3 separate regions of the Mus musculus genome follow, and all the other regions are linked to region 2. Evidence: chromatin contacts called from public HiChIP or PLAC-seq data. All regions are on one chromosome and are shown on one strand. Each heading gives the region's core, a stretch centred on a gene start, on an enhancer-like site or on the middle of the called end of the contact. The rest is flanking DNA. Distances are from core to core; before and after follow the strand shown.

Region 1 (3,118 bases), core at 9-2,508, 980 kb after region 2:
CAAGACAACACTGTGGCATGACCCCAGCGAGTTCTGAGGCTGAGTCAGGCTTATAATGTTTTTCCAGTCTGCTTTGATACCAGTTTAAGTACATGCAAAATAATATCAGTTCTGGGTCAAGGACAAGCAGGACTATAAACACAAACAGTCAAGGAACAAAGTCCTGTGATCAATGTTTCCAGGCAGGGGCTTATCAAGATGACCAAGATATCTGAGCCTACTTCCCTCTCCTAGCCCAAAGTCACATTCTTGACTGAAGCCTACTTCTTTGCTCTAGCCCAAAACGATATTCCTGCCTGAGCTTACTTCTGTGTCCTGGCCCAATGTTTAATTCCTGCAAAGTTTCTAGAAACGGGCTCCAAAAGCTCTCCACACCCTATCTCTTACAAACCCCAGAAAGTGTAGTGAGAAGCCTACCACACCTAGTAATAACAACAGAGCTAAGACAACATACATCAAGGGTTAACTCCAGCTATTAAAGTAGAATCTTGAGGAGTTAATCAAAATTAGAAAATGGACATGAGGAAGGAGAAAAAGTAACGAATCAGAACACGAGGTTGCTGCTAAGAGGCTTTAAAAAAATAAAATACAAGTTCAAAACAAAATAAAACACACAGCCAGAGAAAAAGACCAAATGGCTATGTCAAACATGTCCTTTAAAAACAAACATGGCTAATATCTAGAAAAGAACATAACCTTGAGGCCATTAGGACATCAAAACTAGGTAGCTCAGTCAGCCATTCTCAGCGCCCTACAGTTTTATTTAAGTTTGTTCGTACAAATACGGGGCAAACCGTCAGCAGTGCAGCGCCCTGACTATGCAGCTCAGTGCTTATTGACCATCTACTCTGCTCAGAACTGAGCATCAGTGTCTAAACTGTTTCCTAAGGAAGCGTTCCCTGTAGTAAACTCCAGCACAGAATAAGCGGCCAATCACCCAGTGTTGACATGTTCTGGCTACTGCTCACAGGATGGGGTTTCTTGCAGGGACAAAGAAGAACGAATTCCTCCACACACAAGGCTAGTTATTGGCAATGAGTGGCTGCTAAATCTGATTGGCTCACAACATTGTTCAGTTCTGACCCAAGGCTGCAAAGGAGGCAAACCCAGGAGTACCCCGGCCACACCCCCCACGATTATTCTTTAAGTGTATTTTTAACACCCTTGAGATCAGGTATCTGTCCCAGAGTGACCCCGAATTCCTTAAGTTCTCCAGTATGACATTGAACTTGTGGTCCTCCTGCCTCCACCTCGCAGGGCTGGAACTACAGGGGTGCACCCCGACCGATTTGTGCAGAGCTGGGTGGAAATCAACCTGGGGGCTTCCAGCACGTGAGGTGAGCCACACCCCAACCCCAGCCAGCCACTCCCACAGCCAGCCATAGGTCTGCGTGTGTGACATTAAGAGCCCAACAGCCCCAGCTCGCAGCACTCGGACGCCCCGCCCCTGCAGTCGTTCTCGCGGAAACGGCCGCGGGCTGACCCCGCCCTCTGCCTGTGGCGGCTCCGGGAACCGGACGGCGTCCGTCAGGGGACACAAGTCGGAGCAAAGCGCTTACTACCACCGGGGTGAGTCCTGGCGACTGCGGGCTCAGGGACATCGGGATACCACTGTTCCCGGACCGGAATCCGAGTGTGGACACGGCATCCCGCCGTCTCCTCCGTGACACATGCACGGGGCACCGGACACCGGGAGCGATCGTGGGTTGAGGCTTGTACTGGGACCGTAGTGTCGGGACAACGCTGACTGCTGCGGTGAGGGCTCTCCGCTCGGCGGCTCACCTGCCAGGGAAAGGGCGAGCATCACCTGGATCCCCAAGAATGACAGGCCCAGGGACAGTTGACAGCTGTGTCACACTCCGTTATTCCAGACACGCACTTTAGCATGCTGCGTCATTCTATCCCAACGTTAAACACGGGGAAACGCAATTTCTCTGGGTTTGGGAATCGTCCTAAACCTAAGCCACGGCTTGTTGTGACTGACGGTGATACGTGTCTGGAGACTTCGGAGAGTAGTTATTTAATGCCAACCTAGGCCATCTTGATCTCTCTCCGGGAAAGATATCAATTATGGATGTGGTGATGGCAATTCCTTGTCTCCTTTTTGCTCTAGTTCGTGCTTCCTGGATTGCACAGAACAGAATTAAAGGCTCAGAGGATTTGAATAAAATGAGTTAGTGACAGATACTAGGTAGGGGTCTAGGGTGGTTTTTAGGGGTGTAACCAAGAGAGATGCAATTTTCTTTTCTCCGGTAAAATAAGAGATTTGGCGAGTGCCTATTGTCTACAGCCTGGCGGAACTGTAGGAAGTAAAAGACAGGAAACTCTAGTTTCATTTTCTGGCTTGGTTCTGGTTTGAGTCATCAGGACTAGAGGTAGTAAATGATTCAGTGGGCAGGGCGCAGTGCCGAGGGGGCGCTCTTATCTTTCAAAACCGGGCTGATGCAAAACATTGCATTTGGTATTCCCCGGAGTAACTCTGCCACCCCCACCCCACCCTCAACTTACTTAATTTGGCTGGTTGAAGAAGAGCAATGTTTTCTAGCAATAATAGCTAACACATACAGAGCTGTTTTCTGCTATTTAAACTAGTACAATCCTCAGGGCAATCCTATGATGTGATTCCTACTTGTTTTACTAATAGGAAAAGTTAAATGAATATTGTCCTGGTTTCAAAGCACTGCTTGAGTGATATTTGTGTCTTGGTTTTGTGTTATTTCCTAGCTTGTATTTTATTTGTATTTACTGCTTTTGATTTGTTTGGTTTTGCAGTGCTGGCACAGAACCCAGGGCCTCATCACACTAGGCAAGCTCTCTATTCAGCCCTTAAACATTATCTTGAGACAGGATGCCTTAGTCTCTATTCTCCTGCTGTGAAGAGACACCATGACCATAGCAACTCTTTAAAAGGAACGCGTTTAACTGGGGCTTGCTTATAGTCTGAGAGGTTCAAGTCCATTGTCACCATGACTAGAAAGCACGTGGCATGCAGGCAGACGTGGTGCTGGAGAAGCAGCTGAAAGTTCTACATCCGGATTCCCAGGCCGCAGGAAGGGAGAGGCACTGGGCCTGGCTTGGGCTATACCTCTTAATCCTTTTAAATAGTTCCACTCTTTGG
Region 2 (3,203 bases), core at 120-2,619:
CTTTAATATGTTGTGTGTGTGTTTTTTTTTTTTCCACCACGTTGTTTTCTTTGGTAAGGTGGAGGATTTCATTGTGTGTATTTCAAAGCATGCTAAAAGTCTATAGGCTTCTCCGGGCTTCCCACGGTGGGGCCAGGGCAACTAGCCAGCAAAGGGTAAGAGTTCTTTGTGGGTGTGACCCATTCTTTCTAGGCAAAGCTGACAAGCTGCACGTGGGTGTTGCCCCATGCTATCTGCCCAGGCCAGGCTGAGAGAATAGCCACTCCCCCGCCGTCTGTGTAGTCCCCCCACACACACACACTTGTGGAATGCACGCAGGCTTTATATCAAATCCACATGGTGTGCCGGAGCAGCACGAAAGGGCTTGACCAGGCTAACAGCGCTCCCAGGCCCTGCCAGCACTGGGGAGGTTCAAGGGAGCTAAAAGGTCATGAAGTCCCGCTCCTCATCTGGGGCCCCTGGGTGACACCCTCAGCCACAGGAAATTGGATCACCGGGGCGCCCTGCGTTCTCAGTCCTGACCTCTGTACTCTGAAACCAGCCCAACTAAGAGAGCAAAATCTCTGCCAAGACGTAGCCAGAACCCACGCACACAGATGCAGGGGCTGTCCACTGAAACTCTGGGGCGGAGCAGGAGGGTTCCTCTGTCCTTTCTAGCTTGCCATCGGCAGAGTCCCTAGGAGCGCTCACAGGATACAACCCAACTCTGGCCATTGAGCTGCAGGGTACTGGGACCTGTCCCAGTAGGAAGGCGAGAAGCGCACGGAATCGAGAAGGAAAACTCTACTCGAGGTCCCCAGATCCTGGCAGGGCGCGCGCATAGATGAGTGGATCCCGGAGGCAGATGCCACCCTAAACTTCGAGTGCTACTGGGGTGACAGACAAGCAATGCGATCCTCTAGATGCGCAGATTCAACGGAGAGCCCCTCACTGGGACAGCTAGCACTCGGGTCCCGGAGGGCGACGCCCAAGTTCCACATCTGTCTCTCTGGACTGGCGACCCCAGCATAGCCTGGCCTTCCTCCCCTCCCGGCCCCAACTCACATAGACCGACGTGATGTCCGTACGATCATAGAAGCTCAGTTCTCCGATCAGTTCCAGGGAGGGGGATACCACGTCGTCCCCGGCCTCCAGCTCTAGGTCCCCCTGCCCAGGGCCGAAGGGGAAGAGCTCCTGGCGATTCAGGCAGCCTCCGGGCCCCACTAGTAGCAGCAGCTGCAACAGCGCCCACGTCCACATCGCCCAACTACAGCCGCTCGCGTCCAGCATGTTTCCCAACTGTGGTCCCACAATCCCGGCGGTTTAGCAGCTCAGGCGGAGGAGGCGCAGATATAACCCTACGCCCCTCCGCAGTCCCTCCTCACCTCCCGCCTCCCGTCGTCCCCACCCCTGGAAATGGGGAGGAGAACCGAGGGGCTATGGGGGAGGGCCCGCCCACCCCGCCTGTCCCGTCTACCAATGGCAGCGAGCAGGAGGAAGAGGGCCGACACCGAGGTTCCCCCGCGCAGCAGTGGGCGTTGGTTCCCAGCATTCCGGATCCAACCCGACGGTGGGCTCCTATCCAGAAAGAAGGAACTTTGCAACAGCATTCTGCAGTTAGGCAAGTTCCTGGAGAGCGGGCAACCAGGAAACAAACACTTTGGGGCCAGGGACGGGACAGAACCCACCCTAGAAAGGAGACTGAGCGGATGCTCGAAATGCGCAAAAAGCCTGACAAATGTGTGTGCCTTTACTCATCCAATCACTAAGTGAGCATTTTTCCAGTTCCTGATTCTGGGTTCCTTAAGTTATAGGATTCCGCAGGAAACAGGAGCCCACACCTGCCAGACAAAGTCTCAAGTGTGGGACACAATTCAAAGTCAGATTTGCTTGGAGTCCAAGGAATAAAAACAGTTTGGGAATGGAGGAATTGGCCAGAGCAAACTTCTGTGTGGCGTGCTGGGAATCAAAGCGGGTTTTCTGGAAGTAATGCAGTTTCATCAGAGGCTAGAGAAAGGAGGTCCTGGGAGGTGGAAGGTGGGAGCAGGGCGGGTTCCAGGGACCCGATTATCAACTCCGTGCAGAGAAGTTGGGAGCGATGGTCCAAGCAAAGCTGAATAACAAATCCAAGAATCTGAGCTCCCCTAAAAACTCAGAGAATCCTGGACAGTCCTTTTTTTTTTTTTTTTTTTTTTTTTTTGACAAGGTTTCTCTGTATAGCCCTGGCTGTCTTGGAACTCACTCTATAGATCAGGTTGGCCTCGAATCAGAAATCCGACTGCCTCTGCCTCCCGAGTGCTGGGATTAAAGGTGTGCGCCACCACGCCCGGCAGAATAAAGATAACTTTTAAGCAATGTAATATTTCCAGTCAGCTGTTGATCATTAGTTTGGCACCTTAAGTGAAAATATAGAGAGAAACCACTGGACCAAGCCTGTTGGGGACTGGGGGTGACCCGTGAGAAGGGAAGAAGTTGAGACAGAGAAGAAATTAATAGACATTGTCATGAAAGAAAGAATGAAACCGAGAAGAAATGAAGTTAAAGTTGAATTCCACCGGAAGGCTGAAAAACTAGTGCAGGCTTTGAGAGCACCGGAAGAGGATGGGGGGGCGGGGTCCGACCCTTGACTCAGAGGGGTCAACAGGATGCCCCTGTTTCCTCCCAGCAGCTGAGAGTAAAGGTCTGGAACCTCCATTAGTTCTCCAGTATACAGAAAACTATGTGTGATGGGACTAATGGAGAACGTGAGCCTTGAACCAGCAAAATCCTGAAGAAAGAGGCAATGGAACATAGCTCCTGAGCATGAAGTTATTGATCTATGGGGGGTGCCCTTTCATTGACGCTCTTGAGTGGTCAGCAATAACAGGTACCAAGAGCTTGCTAGGCACGGAGTGTTCTGTGTTCAGTATTTCCTCTTAGGTTCTCAATAACAGGTCCTTCTGCTGGCATGGCCAACACTTTACCCAGCTGAGCTAGCTCTCAAGTTCTGGATATGCACGAACACACACACACACACACACACACACACACACACACACACACACACACACAGCATGGGAATGAAACCTAGGGCTTCATCATGCTAGGCAAACACTCTGGCCAGACCCTTGTTTTGTTTTGAGACAGGGTCTCATTACATAGTCCAGGCTGGCCTTAGCTCATGGCAGCCTACTAGCCTCAGACTCCTGGATGCTGGGATTACAAGTATGAGCCACTACATCCAG
Region 3 (2,989 bases), core at 471-2,970, 920 kb after region 2:
AGAGGGAGAGGGAGAGACTAAGTTCAGCAGGGAAGGGACGGTCCTAGCCTCCAGCCTGATGGCCCGAGTGTGATCCCCATGACCTACAGCAGGAGAGAGTGACCTTCTGACCTCTGCGTTTGCTTCCATGGCACACACTCATCCATGTGCACACACATAAGAAGAAAGACACTGTAGATATCTGAATCATCTTCTACCTAGTGAAAGATATAAGTAACGAAACGTACTGACAATTTCCTTTTGAAAAACAAACCGCTAGAACTTGCGCTAACAAGACAGCCCAACTGTATATGTGGTTTCTAACAACCAAACCTCAGAAATGAATTCCATCTCTGCGTGGAGTATAGAAGGAACCACAGACCAAACCTCAAAGTAGACTCCCTGAGAAAATACCCTTTCTAAATTAATTTCCCTACCTTACCTGAGCCTTTGTGGCCTCCTCTCTAAAGACCCAACTCTTCCATGGCAGCATCTTATGGAGAATACAAACCAACCCCAAGAGTGCCGTGAGCCTCAGAACCACAGAGCAGCCTGGGGGGCACCACAAAGATACATTGGCATTTGCTGTCTCCCTGAAATGTTCAGTTTATTAATTAATCTGAATTGGGTAATTTGTTAATGAAATTGTCCAGCAAATACTGAAATAATCTTTCTTTTCTTACTTCCTCCTCCTCCCCCCTTCCTCCTCTTTTTTAATAAAGCCCCACACCATAAAGTTCTTGGTGGTCTCAAACTCCAGACTCCCCTCCTGCCTCAGTCTCTTGTGTGCTGGGATTACAACGTATATCATCAGGCTGGGGCTTATGCATGCCAGGCACTCTACTACTGACCTACATCCTTGGCTGGCATCTCCTTTAAACTCCTTTTTTAAAAAGAAAATAGTTCTATGCTTATGTCCAAGGCAGATATAGATTATGTGCTTCCTTTCAGAGATTCCTATTAAATGTAACGTGTCTGTAACCTTTGTATATGGCACATAGTGAAGATGCTGCCACTAGAGCTGGAGAGGCAGCTTAGCCTTGAAAGTGCTACCACTTTTGCAAAAGACCCAAGCTCAGTTCCTAGCAAGGCCACAACCACCAGCAACTCCACCTTTAGGGGAGCTACCACCGTCTTCTAGACCCTGTAGGCACTGTACTTGTGTGTTCATACCCCTCACCCCCAATATGATTTAAAAAATAATAGAAATAACTTAAACTTTTAAATAAAATATAGCCATTTTAAAAGATCAGATTCGCCATGCAGTGGTGGCACATGCCTTTAACCCCAGCACTTGGCAGGCAGAGGCAGGTGGATTTCTGAGTTCTACAGAGTGAGTTCCAGGACAGCCAGGGCTATACAGAGAAACCCTATCTCGAAAAAACCCAAAAAACAAAAAACAAAAAAATAAAAAAATAAAAGATCAGATTCTCTGCTCTTAATTAGAATAAAATCCCATTTAAGCTAAATCTTAATTCGTTTAAGGGCCCATGGGTTCTGCATTTCTAACAGAACCGTATACTGTTTTTTTGGTTTTTGCTTTTTCCTTCAGAGGAGTAAACCAGAGACCTCAAGACTGACTTTTCTTCCCGCTCCTTTGTGTAGTGCTCACCCAGGAGGTCAGGCAGTAACTAATGCCAAAGAAACATCAAATTAGAAAGTGCTAGCGTGTGCGGTCATGCCGCCGTTCAGGCTGCCTGAAGATTAGGAAACTGTTCAAACATCAAATCGCCGGCAGGCGTCTCAGCCCGGGCCTGTGCAAGGAGCACGCTGGGAGTGCTTTGGTGTCCCAGCTGAGGACGAGATTAGGAGCCGGGAAAGCCACCCGCGCGTGCGGCAGCCAGGGGAAGGCTAGCTGAAAGGCTCTCCCAGTTGCGATCGCGTGGGACCTCCGTGGTAAGACCAGGGTTCTACGCCCTAGGTACCAGCAGGGCAAGTGCTCCGGGGGCCCCTCGGTGTCCTCTCGTGCCCAACCGCAACCCACGGAATCCTCTCCAGAGTTCTGGAGAGACTCGCGCCGGGAAGGGGCTTTGCTAATTGCAGGAAGTGAGCACGAGGAAGAAGTGGCAGAGATCAAGAAGAGGAAAGGGAGGAGGAGGAGCAGCAGCAGCAGCAGGGCAGAGCGCAGACAGAGTCGCGCATTACCACGCAAGAGGTTGGGTCCCTGCGATCCTGCTGTTCTCAGGGGTCCTAGAGACTGTCCACCCCTGCTCGGACACTCATCTGTCCTCTCCTGGTCTTCATGGCTTCTCCGGACGACCCTCTGCGCTCAGGTAAAGCGGCAAGGTGCCGCGCCCTCACTTGGGGTGTGACCACCAGCTGGATTAATGAGACTGAAAGACTGAACTTCAGTCATCCCCTGGGAGCGGTTTTTTTTTTCTTTCTTTCTTCCTTCCTTCCTTTCTTTCTTTCTTTCTTTCTTTCTTTCTTTCTTTCTTTCTTTCTTTCTTTTTTTTTTTTTTTTTTCTTTTGGACACCAGGGCGCCAGATGTGTGTCAGGCTGGATGGGAACAGCTGCGGCACGCGTCTTACCTCTCCCGATCCTACCCCTGCGCTTGCCCCTCTGTGAGCAGCAGCTGATCGCTCGCTTCCTGCACACTGCAAGGTGTGCGTGGTCCCTCTCCCCACGCGGAGGCCCGGCCGAGCGCTTTTGTTCTGGGCCACGCGGGTGCCTGGTTGAAACAAGTCAGCCAACCTTTGATAGAAAAGAACATAGGAGGGAGGATTCTGCACCCCCTTCCTTCCAGGCTCTCCCTTGCTTTCCACTCGCACATTTCCTTGTTCGTCTTCTCCCTCCTAGCTTCACTTTGCTGAGATGTGTTTGCTTCTGTGCAAGTCTTAACCTCTCCGAGCCACTATTCAACTATTATACTGTCCACAGAGCCACGAGGCTGAGCCCACATGCGCAATCCCCACCTGTGGAGGTCTCTAGTCCCCGTAGTACATTAAAAATGTGCTTTGATATCTGAGGTCAGAATCTAGATTTTTCTATCGCTTCTCCCTCATTTAA

The links. HiChIP or PLAC-seq counts read pairs in DNA pulled down with a chosen protein or histone mark.
Region 1: an H3K4me3 HiChIP or PLAC-seq map of stem cell-derived neural progenitor cells shows a contact between it and region 2, with 7 times the contacts expected there. The contact joins the promoter of Lgals8 here to the promoter of Nid1 in region 2. A contact is called at or near these places in 2 of 115 datasets of contacts at active chromatin or transcription factors (embryonic stem cells and stem cell-derived neural progenitor cells).
Region 3: a contact with region 2 is called in an H3K4me3 HiChIP or PLAC-seq map of embryonic stem cells, with 5 times the contacts expected there. The contact joins the promoter of Edaradd here to the promoter of Nid1 in region 2. A contact is called at or near these places in 2 of 115 datasets of contacts at active chromatin or transcription factors (embryonic stem cells and stem cell-derived neural progenitor cells).

What each region holds. Positions count from the first base shown.
Region 1 is chr13:12,459,878-12,462,995 of GRCm38.p6, reverse strand. It overlaps Lgals8 (lectin, galactose binding, soluble 8), which reads left to right and starts at 1,258. Exons shown (of 10, transcript NM_001199043.1): 1 at 1,258-1,755.
Region 2 is chr13:13,435,768-13,438,970 of GRCm38.p6, reverse strand. It overlaps Nid1 (nidogen 1), which reads right to left and starts at 1,369. Exons shown (of 20, transcript NM_010917.2): 1 at 1,045-1,369. The coding sequence starts at 1,269. It also overlaps the pseudogene Gm7426.
Region 3 is chr13:12,519,181-12,522,169 of GRCm38.p6, reverse strand. It overlaps Edaradd (EDAR (ectodysplasin-A receptor)-associated death domain), which reads left to right and starts at 1,720. Exons shown (of 6, transcript NM_133643.4): 1 at 1,720-2,252. The coding sequence starts at 2,222.